Regions from separate parts of the Mus musculus genome. Here regions 1 and 2 are each linked to region 3. Evidence: chromatin contacts called from public promoter capture Hi-C data. All regions are on one chromosome and are shown on one strand. The core of a region is the stretch at or near the end of the contact, and the rest is flanking DNA. Distances in the headings are between cores, read along the strand shown.

What was found. Promoter capture Hi-C pulls out the DNA fragments that hold promoters and counts their contacts.
Region 1: a promoter capture Hi-C map of hippocampal neurons shows a contact between it and region 3, with 2.6 times the contacts expected there. The contact joins the promoter of B430319G15Rik here to the promoter of Adamts7 in region 3.
Region 2: a contact with region 3 is called in a promoter capture Hi-C map of liver, with 4 times the contacts expected there. The contact joins the promoter of Plscr1 here to the promoter of Adamts7 in region 3. A contact is called at or near these places in 4 of 39 promoter capture datasets (hippocampal neurons, liver and pre-B cells).

What each region holds. Positions count from the first base shown.
Region 1 is chr9:92,541,490-92,544,610 of GRCm38.p6, reverse strand. It overlaps B430319G15Rik (RIKEN cDNA B430319G15 gene), which reads left to right and starts at 1,742. Exons shown (of 1, transcript NR_029474.1): 1 at 1,742-3,121. It overlaps Plod2 (procollagen lysine, 2-oxoglutarate 5-dioxygenase 2), which reads right to left and starts at 2,388. Exons shown (of 19, transcript NM_011961.3): 1 at 2,043-2,388. The coding sequence starts at 2,151.
Region 2 is chr9:92,248,399-92,251,514 of GRCm38.p6, reverse strand. Plscr1 (phospholipid scramblase 1) reads right to left here and starts at 1,321. Exons shown (of 9, transcript NM_011636.2): 1 at 1,155-1,321.
Region 3 is chr9:90,161,595-90,164,678 of GRCm38.p6, reverse strand. Adamts7 (a disintegrin-like and metallopeptidase (reprolysin type) with thrombospondin type 1 motif, 7) reads right to left here and starts at 1,701. Exons shown (of 24, transcript NM_001326351.1): 1 at 1,365-1,701. The coding sequence starts at 1,434.

The DNA.
Region 1 (3,121 bases), core at 493-2,992, 2.4 Mb before region 3:
CCACTGCCATCTAGTAGGTAGAGGTCAAGGAAAAAGCTAGACTTGCAATTCCTACAAAGGGGGTATGGCTCAAATTATCAAGAGGGCCCATTCCTTTTATGTGGGAGAGTGAGCACACACTGGTGGGGGGGGGGTTGCATGTGAAGGCATGAAGACAGTCTCAGGAGTCATCCCTCGGGTACCAGCCACCACCTCTTTTTGACACAGGATCTCATTAGCCAAGCAAGCTTTGCCAAGCAGGCTACACTAGGTAGCCAGTCAGCTCCAGGGATCTGCCTACAGTCTATTTCATCCTCAATGGGGTTATAAGCACAGGCCACCAGGCCTAGCTATTAAGTAGACCCTGGGGATCCAGAACTCAGGTCCTCACACTTTTGGTACAAGTACTTTACTAACTGAGCCATCTCCCCAGCTCTGAATATTCTTTTTACTGACCAGCTGGAACACATTGACAAATAATGGGGGGGGGGGGGGTTGTCACAGGTGATCTGCACTCTTGAAAGCCCACTCATCTAGACAACTTAGACCTGAAAGATTATTTATGTAGTAATATCCATGTAGTAATTTCCAGTTATACTACTTCAGGGATAAAACTTACCACAGCTGATAATAAATCTGACCAAATAACCAAACAATGCATCTTTTGCATCTATTAGCTTACCACAGAACATGTGAAACCATCTATCTGTGTGTGTAACCAGAATGGCTACTCCTCACTTGGCTCCATTAATGCAGAAACATTTCCAACATTTAGCTCATAACTGAACTCTGGGCCCACCTACCACCACAGAAACCATGTCTCAGATATTAACCATAGGCTTTATATGAAAAACATTCGTATCTCAAATCCCCTGCCTTAGATATTACAATCCCTTAAAATTTAACATCCAATTCCATGAAATGTAAAAGCTTGCACAGGGAAGTTTTTGTTGTTTTTTTTGTTTGTTTGGGTTTTTTGTTTTGTTTTGTTTTGTTTGTTTGTTTGTTTTTAACCTCAAATTTAAAGGTAGCAGCCTGGCATGGATATACTCTGTAAACAAGTGAGAAGTCGCATCGAGGTGGCATAAAATAGACAGAAGCTGAAGCCAAACTCTAAAATTAGCAAATCCTGGCGGTTATTTTTACTTATCAATAAAAGCTTTTGGTGTTTTAACAAAGACCGTTTTCAGAGTAAAGTCTTATATTCTGTCTCTATTCTCATTTATCTGTGTGATTTTTCTAGTACTATGCTGAAAGAAATACCTTTGATATGAGATAAAAGTTACTTCAAAATCAGAATACTCATACAGGTTCAGATTTCCCTGTGACTGCAGCCAACAAAGCGAGCACTGTTCCACAGAACCAGGTGCTTCTGAGTCCTTAAGTTTCACCTATTGCGCCATGAGAAAGACAAAAACCGATGGTTACAGGGTCCAACTGGACTTGTGCCAAGTGTTACCCTCTGAATTGGAATTCCAAGGTAGAAATGTTTGCTCCTCGCCTTAGTTTCCAGAGGAAAAGAATCTAATTAGTTACTATAGAATGCAAAATTAGCGCATCCACCCACTCATCACCAGAGTGCATCGGGTCATTTAAACGCAAGGCTCAGTTCCAGGGAGCTGAGCCCAGGGCCCAGAAGTAGAAAGGACCAAAGAACTCCCCTGCGCGATACAGCAGCGCTGCAAGTCCCGTTGAGACAAATAGGCGGCGGGGCTCTCCTCTGGCTGAACCCAGAAAGTTTTGTTCACACGAACTTGCCTCCAACTACTAGCTTTAGCTCAGCTTCCGAACACCGGCCAGGGCCAGGGCTCAGGGACGCCCCAAAGTGTAACGGAAGGAGGAGTGGGTGGGAGCACACTGGGTCCGATCGTAGCCGGGTCCCGAGCGCTGCGTGTAGACAGAGGCAGGATGGCAAGCTGCTTCCCGGGGCGCAGGAAAGGAGGTCCCTGCCAATCTCAAAGCAGGGAGCCCCGCGGCTAGGTCCCGCAGGGATGGAGCAAGCAAAGAGGAAACATGCCCAGTTCTCTCTAGACCGCCGGTGGAAACCAGCAAGCAGAGCTCACCTGCAGGGATGCGCCCGGGCGTCTCCTCCGCCACGCCCAGGCCGGCCGCCCAGGAGAGCAGGGCGAGCATGGGCATCAGCCGCCCCGGCCTCGCTCCGCGGTCCCCCATCCGCCCCTGAACCCGGGAGCCGAAGGCCTGTGGCGAGGACTTCTCGCGAGACGCTGAGACCCCGAAGAGCGCAGGACCAGACGTGAGCCCGGGGCTGGAGCGGAGGGCGGACTGGGAGGACTGCGTGGGTACCGAAGAGCACGGAGAGGATTGAGCGGACTTCGGCGGAGTCCGAGCGCAAGGAGCGGACGACGGAACCGGAGGCGCCCGCGGCGCGGGCTTAAGAGCAGCCAAGGAGGGCGGGGCCAGGGCCGGGGGCGGGGCGCTGCTCCGGGACCCCGCGTCCCGGGCTATCCCGGCTGCACCCCCACCCTCCGAGTCGCCTACGCCTACGTGCACCGCCTCACGCCGGGGCTCCAGGGAGCTTGCTTGTGGAACGTGCGCCCCTCTGCTCTCCCGGGGTTCCAGAAGCTTCCTCGGCACGCCCTGGCTAGACCTTCTTTCTCTACTGAACCCGGCGCTCCCGGAGGTGAGTGGTGACTGCGAGGGCTTCAGTCTGCTTGGCTGAGTAGGCGCTTGTCACACTCCCAGCTGTTCCTTCTGAACTTCGCCATCACCGTGTCAAGGAAGGCCATGCTTTGATTTTAGTCTGTAAACAGAAACTTTTCATTGTCCGGTGAACATCTCTGCCGCTGCTGGTGCCAGGAGAGCCATAGACTCTTTCCAGTAATGAAGCTTGTAAACCCGACGGAGTCCAAGCCCAGCTTGGGCAACCTGAGGCTGTGCTTTAACAAGATCGCCCTGCCAGGCACATGGAAAATTACTTCCGAAGATGTAGAGGAGCCATTCCTGGTCTCCTGGGAGCTACCTCCACTGCTTTGGGTTTTGATTAGTATGTCTATGCAAAGTCATTTGTCCTCTGGTTTTTACACTTTTAGTCCCAGGATTTAAACTGAGTTGTGCAGGGGTGAAAGTTTTGACAACTTTGTCTCACACACTCCGTGTATGCTTAAAAATGAAGAAAGAATCA
Region 2 (3,116 bases), core at 72-2,571, 2.1 Mb before region 3:
AAGGAAACGCCCCCAGGTGCCCGGGGGTGCTTTTTATTAAGCTTCCCTGGTTCCTGGTACCCAGTATTTAGTTCCAACTGCTAAGCCGCTAAGCCGGAAGAAGAGAGTGTAATTGTTTGGGAAGAAAGTATAATTGTTTGTCTTGGAACAGAGAGATGGCCCTACCTAACTTCCAGGAATAAGATTACGGAAATCAAGCCACGCAGGAACCATGGGGAGAGTTGTAGGGATGGGGGCTGTGTCAAGTATTTGATATAATAAAAGCTAGTTTCCACCTTTCCACTTGGTACTTTATCAAGCTTATATTAACTGATTCAAAAGTGAGAACTCTTTTTGTTGTTTTGGTTGGCTTTCCTGTTTTGTTTCTGTAGCACTGGCTGTCTGAGAACTTGCTCTATAGACAAGGCTAGATTCGAACTCATAAATATGCCTGCCTCTTCCTTTAATAAGTGGCTTGAATCTTTAAGTCTTTTACTGTTAACATTTTCAGGGAAGAGATGAATATACAAGAAAAAAAAAACTGTCAGAGTCCAAGGTCTGTAACAAAAGACTGAATGTACACCTAGTGTAGTGGTCTTACCCATTCGGACCTTTACCCGCTTACATCCCCTACTTTTGTATTCTAGAAGGCTATGTATAGTTTTACTAGCCACAATCCCAAAGAAACCTGGGTTAAAGAGCAACAGGCTCTTTGAACGGTTTCTCTTCTTTTATTTCCCCTTCCCTTTCCTGCAACGGGAATCCAACTTGGGCTCGGCGCATTTGAAAAGAGCGCTACCACAGAGCTACAAGTGAGCCCAGCTTCTGCACTGCATCAGGACTGCTCTTGGCTGTGAAGCAGTGTGCTAAACTGGAGACGATCCCGTGGGAACTAGCGAAGAAGGGTCACGAGTGTGGATTGCCGAGCAGCGGCCCGGACAGCAGAGCTTCTGGCTGAGTTCCCTCCCCACTTCCGGGGTCACGAGCCCAAGTCTTTCGGCCATTGCTCCCAGTCTTCAGACCATAACCTCTGCCGCCTGAGCAAACCGCCTCCAGCCCTTGCTCTTGCTCCCTCTCCACCCATCCGCATCTCCCGCGCCCATCACCGTACCCGGCTCCTTTGTGCGCACAGATCCGCGAGCTCTGTCCCGGAACGCGCAGAAAGCGGGACTCACCTGAGGCTCCTTCTGTTCTGAAGTCCGTGAGTCCCAATCCCTTGCTGGTGGCGCTGCAGTAGCCCGGCTTTCCCTCGCAGAGGGGACTCACTCTGAATGACGCGAGCTCTGCCTGCACTCCTGAATCCTCTAGCTGCGCCCAGAGGCCTGGCAGGACCTTGCCCGCCCCGCCCACCAGCAAGGCAAAAGGAAGTGGGATTTTGATTGCCTTGGAAAGAAAGGCTATTCATCACCTGGGGAGTGGCCTCTTCTCGGAACTTTCTTTACACTGCCTGATCTCAACCACCCAACCTATTTGGGTACTGTGCGGGAAATCGGGCTTCCTCAAACTTACTTTCCTGCTTTGCACACTTTCTTAAGTATGCATCGATTACCACATCTGTTCCATCAGCCCTGTTTGCACTTTCAAGTTTGTTGATCTCTTTCCTAGCAGATTTCTCTCCTCTTTTTAAAAATCTTATGGGTTTTATATAACCGTTTCACGCCGTTTGCTGGTAGCAGTCTTTGCTTTCTTTTTACTACAGTCTGTGAAAAAGTACCACCCTTAACTAGAAAACATTCAGGTTTGGTTTGAACTGTGCGGCTCACTCACCAGAAAAATCAGCATCTGTTTTGTTTAGTAAAGCGGTGCTTCTTAAATTACAGCCCGAGAAGAGTCACCGAGCTGAAACTACATTAGGTCATGCCTTCAAAGATTCTGACTTAGTATGCCTCGTGTGGACATTTCTAAGAAATTTCCAATTATCTAAAAATACCTTCCTATGACACAGAAGGTATTTTTCCCCCGCCTGCATTTTATGCATCATTTGGTACTCTTGGGGGAGGGAGAGTTATGAAAGGATGATGAAAGGGTTACAGGTGAATTTTGAGTCTTCACTCTTCTTTCCCTGTGATTGGTGCGTTTCTAAGTATATTCAACTAAAAATCTGGGGAGCATCTTGGGAGGGGCCCACTACTTGCATATGTGTATATTTCTGCATGTACATAAATACCAGTGTGCATAGAATATACTGTTCTTCCATAGAAAGCCATGATGCATGGAAAAGTGAACCTCACATATAAAGAGTCTGAGACCATGGCACTCCAATGCTGGAGAAAGGAACCGGGAACTTAGCATCGCTCAATGTGATTTGTAACTTCAACTGGCTTGCTGTTAGGCACTCAGGATGTTTATCTTTATTCTTTAGCTGATTTCATACTCGGAGCAAACAAGGATCTTCACTGTCCACTCTTTGCATAAATGGGATCATTTCATTTGAATTTTAATTTAAGCAGTTGGAGTATTTTTATAGGTAAAACCTTGTAGAAGTGAAACATTGGGGCGTTCTGTCTAAGTAAGAGTCTTCCTACTGTCTTCACCTCTGTTGTGTTTCCTAGGCTAACTGCTGTTACCAGTAGCTCCAAGACTTGGCCACAGGGGAGTCGGTGAGCTAGGGCTTCATGGGCAGCCGCTGCTGGGTAGTGGCTCACTCTGTGTTTGTTTCCTTTCCTAATGTCTTCATACCTCAAGCCCACCTAAGTTTTCTACTTAGAAAAACTAGCCTCAGCCAACAGTTTAAATGTTGAATCACTAACACTAACTCGTTATTAATATCAGGAAGTCAAGTTATTTTAGGCAATGTGTCTTCCTACGTTCCAAACTTTAATAGCGTACTGAAGATACAACAGGTAACTGAATAGACATGTTCCTGTTTGGTTGTGGTGGTGGTGGTGGTGTGTGTGTGTGTGTGTGTGTGTGTTGGTGTGAGTGTATGTGTGGCATGCTGCTTCCTAGATGTATATTAAACTCCAGGCTCTGTAATCTTTAGTACACATCTTTCCGGGTTGTTTGAGGCTTTAATGTATTGTCCATATACAAAGGAAGAGAAAGGGCTTAGCCACACAGAGAGGTCTGGGGATCCACGGAATGAGCTGATAACACCTATCACTTCTATTTGCCTCCTGTAATCTGGATCAGGTTAA
Region 3 (3,084 bases), core at 452-2,951:
ACTCATCAAAGACTCATCAAAGAAATCCTATGGCGTTTGTCTAACAGAGTAATAAAGATAATGGCCACTACTTGGCAGTTACTACCCAGTAATAAGCAACTGATCTTCAGTATTTCGGACCTCTTAAAAAACCCTAAAAGGTGGACCTCCCCTGACCACACACACCTTCCAAGGGCCCAGGAGCAAGGGATGTTTCTGCTTTCTCTTTCCACTGCCCCCCTCTGACAGTTCACGCTAATCTTTTAACCTGTTTCCATACCCATAGAAGAACTTTTTATACATGTTGGTTGCCTTGCAGTTCTGATAACAGATTTTGAGAAATAAGAATGTGTTAAGGCTAGGTCCCAGCAGGTACTCACACACTCACACACCCAGACTTCTCGAATGTTACTGTTAGATTAATCCCAAAATGCTGTTCTCCTCGGTGCTTTAAATGTCCCTGGCATCCAGGCCCACAGCTACAGTATCTTGACCAGGATGGCAAATGGCCTAATCAGGCTCAGGGCAGATCTTCCTTGAGGTCACCCCTGCCCCATGCATATTGGTCCAACTCACTCAAGAGTTCATTCATCCCTCCAGTCCCGTCACCCCTGTCATACCCTTGAATCCCTCACCTGCAGATACATAACCAGCCCCCATTTGGCCTGGAGCGTGCTAAACACGGGCTCTGGGGTCTTCCACATCCCTGACTCTCACAGTCCCAGGCCCGCTGCTCCGGACTCTCCAGAAGCGCGCTACAACGCAGGTCGCGGCCAAACAAGAGCCTGGATGCTGGCCAGAGGCTCGTCGGAGGCCGGCCGGCCAGGCGGGGCTGGGAGAGTTAACCCAGGGCGGAGGAAGAAGCTCAGGCTCCCCCATTCCCCTCCCTTGAACACTTGGGGGAGGGGGAAACAGGAAATGCAAAGGCGATGGGGACTCGGACCCCCACGTCCGCCTAGCTGGGAGGAGAGGCGGCGGACCCCGGTAGACCTGCGACCTGGCGCGGTCCCCAGCAGCGTCCTGGCTAGTTTGCTTTCCAGGAGAGTCACCCCGAAGGAGTGTGTAAGAAGCCGTCTCGCGCGAATCGTCCAGCCCACTCGGAGGAGCGCTCTCCTGGGAAAGATGCACTCAGCGCAGCACGCGCGGCAGGGAAGCCGAAGCCCGAAGAGAGTGCAAGCTCACTCCAGTGGCAAGTCCCGGATGCCAGCTGAGTGGACAACTGAAGGATGGCTCCCGGTAGGTGCAGCTTCTCTCAGCTGCCAACACGACCCCAGCTGATCCCTAGTCTCAGAGTAAGCCGGTCCTGCGCGGGGTGCACAGAGAAGCGGCTGGGATTGCAGAAAGGGTGGCAGGGTCAGACGGGTCCCAGAGGCTCAGCCACCCACCTGATGCAGGTCCGAGGACGCGGGACGCCAGAGCGCACAGGATCAGGAGGAGACTCGGACCACGGTGCATGGCCCGGACGGGGTGGCCGCAGGACGACCCCTGTGCACTCCTTCGTCTACGCCGTTGCGTCCCAGCCGGGCCTGGGTCCGACTCAGGACATGCCTGGCTTTAAACTCTTCCCAAGGTCCGGGTCCTGACTCTAGCCGCCGGGCAGCTGCACTCGCTCCTCCGGCAACAAAGACTGCAAGGCCCGCCCCCTCAGCCAGCTGCCGAGGCAAAGAAAGAGAGCGAGAAGCCCAGGAAAAAAAAAAGAAAGAAAGAAAGAAAGAAAGAAAAGGAAGGAGGGAGGGCGGGAGGGGGAGCAGGGCGCCCACCCCCGCCCCGCCCGGCGGGCTCCTGCCCCCGCCCCCACCGGTCTCGCCCCGCCCCCGCCAGGCCTCAGCGCCCTGCGGGCGGGCCACCTCTTGCAGAGCACGGTCCCCACCCTACCAACTCAGGCTCCGGACCGCCCGCAGGGCTACAGACGTCCCCCTGGCGGTGGTGCGCGCCCAGGCCGTCTGTATCCTCCGAGATCTACCCCCCCCCCCGTCCCCTCCCAAAAAAAATCTGGAGTTCTGCAGTTTCTTGTCACTATCTATGCTTCAAGAGACATTCTTGGGTATGCGTCCCAGGCAAAGAATGCCTGCCCTTCAGAGAAAGAAACCTGGAAACCCCCAAGGAACGGAGATGGCACAGCAAGGAGGCACGATCCGGGGGATTCTAGATTTGTGTCCAAAGTCAACCTAGGAGAAAGACTTGGGCCCTTCTAGACTGGGCAGCAGTTCGCTGATTCCTTGCCTCCAGATGCTTTCAGATGTCTGTTTTCCCTGGACTCGGCACAGCGTTCTGCCAACAGCCTAGAGACTCTGGTGGGCCAAGACAGTGGCTACAGACTTTCAGAAGGGACCCTGGTAGCCTGAAAGCCAGCCAACCTTGCTTCATATTCCTAAAAATCTTCTGTCCTTGGTGGCCCTAATCCACATCCCCTTTAGCCTATACTTCCAGGAGCAGACTCAGGAGAACATGCACGCGGGCGCGCGCGGGCGCGCACACACACACACACACACACACACACACACACACACACACACACACACACACACCTTCACTGAGCCTGGTTCTACCCTGACAGTGATGTACTTGTACAATCCTTCTTCTCCCCCTTGGCCACTCTTTGTGCCCACCAAGGTACACAGGGACCCATACGGCTCATTGGCAGTTTCATGGTGTTTCTCCTACCAGAGAGCTCACTTGTATCTCTCTGCTGTCCGGCTCTCTTAGCTCTAGGGAGATGTGTGTAATGCATCGACATCTGCTCTCCTCACAGTCATCCTCAATGTCTCCATCTTAGTTCTTTTAGGTCTTGGTACCACCTGAGGCTGTGACATCCCCTGCAGCGGAGATTGTTGTTGGTTTATTTCGTTTTGTGTCCTCTAGTCCCTTGTCATCTTTCTTCTCTTTACCCTTTGACCTCTTCGGGCTCCATCTTCCCTCTCCCCCCCCACCCCCCCACCTCTGACAGTGGCAGGAACAACAAAGGCTATCCCATCTTCCTGAACATCTCCCACCCAGTGCAAAGGTACGGAAAGCTGGCACCTACTTTCTCTTTCTGAATATGCAGAGCAAACACTTTGCACTGTTGGAAAATGATCTCACCAGGACTCTGCAACCCTCTCCCTC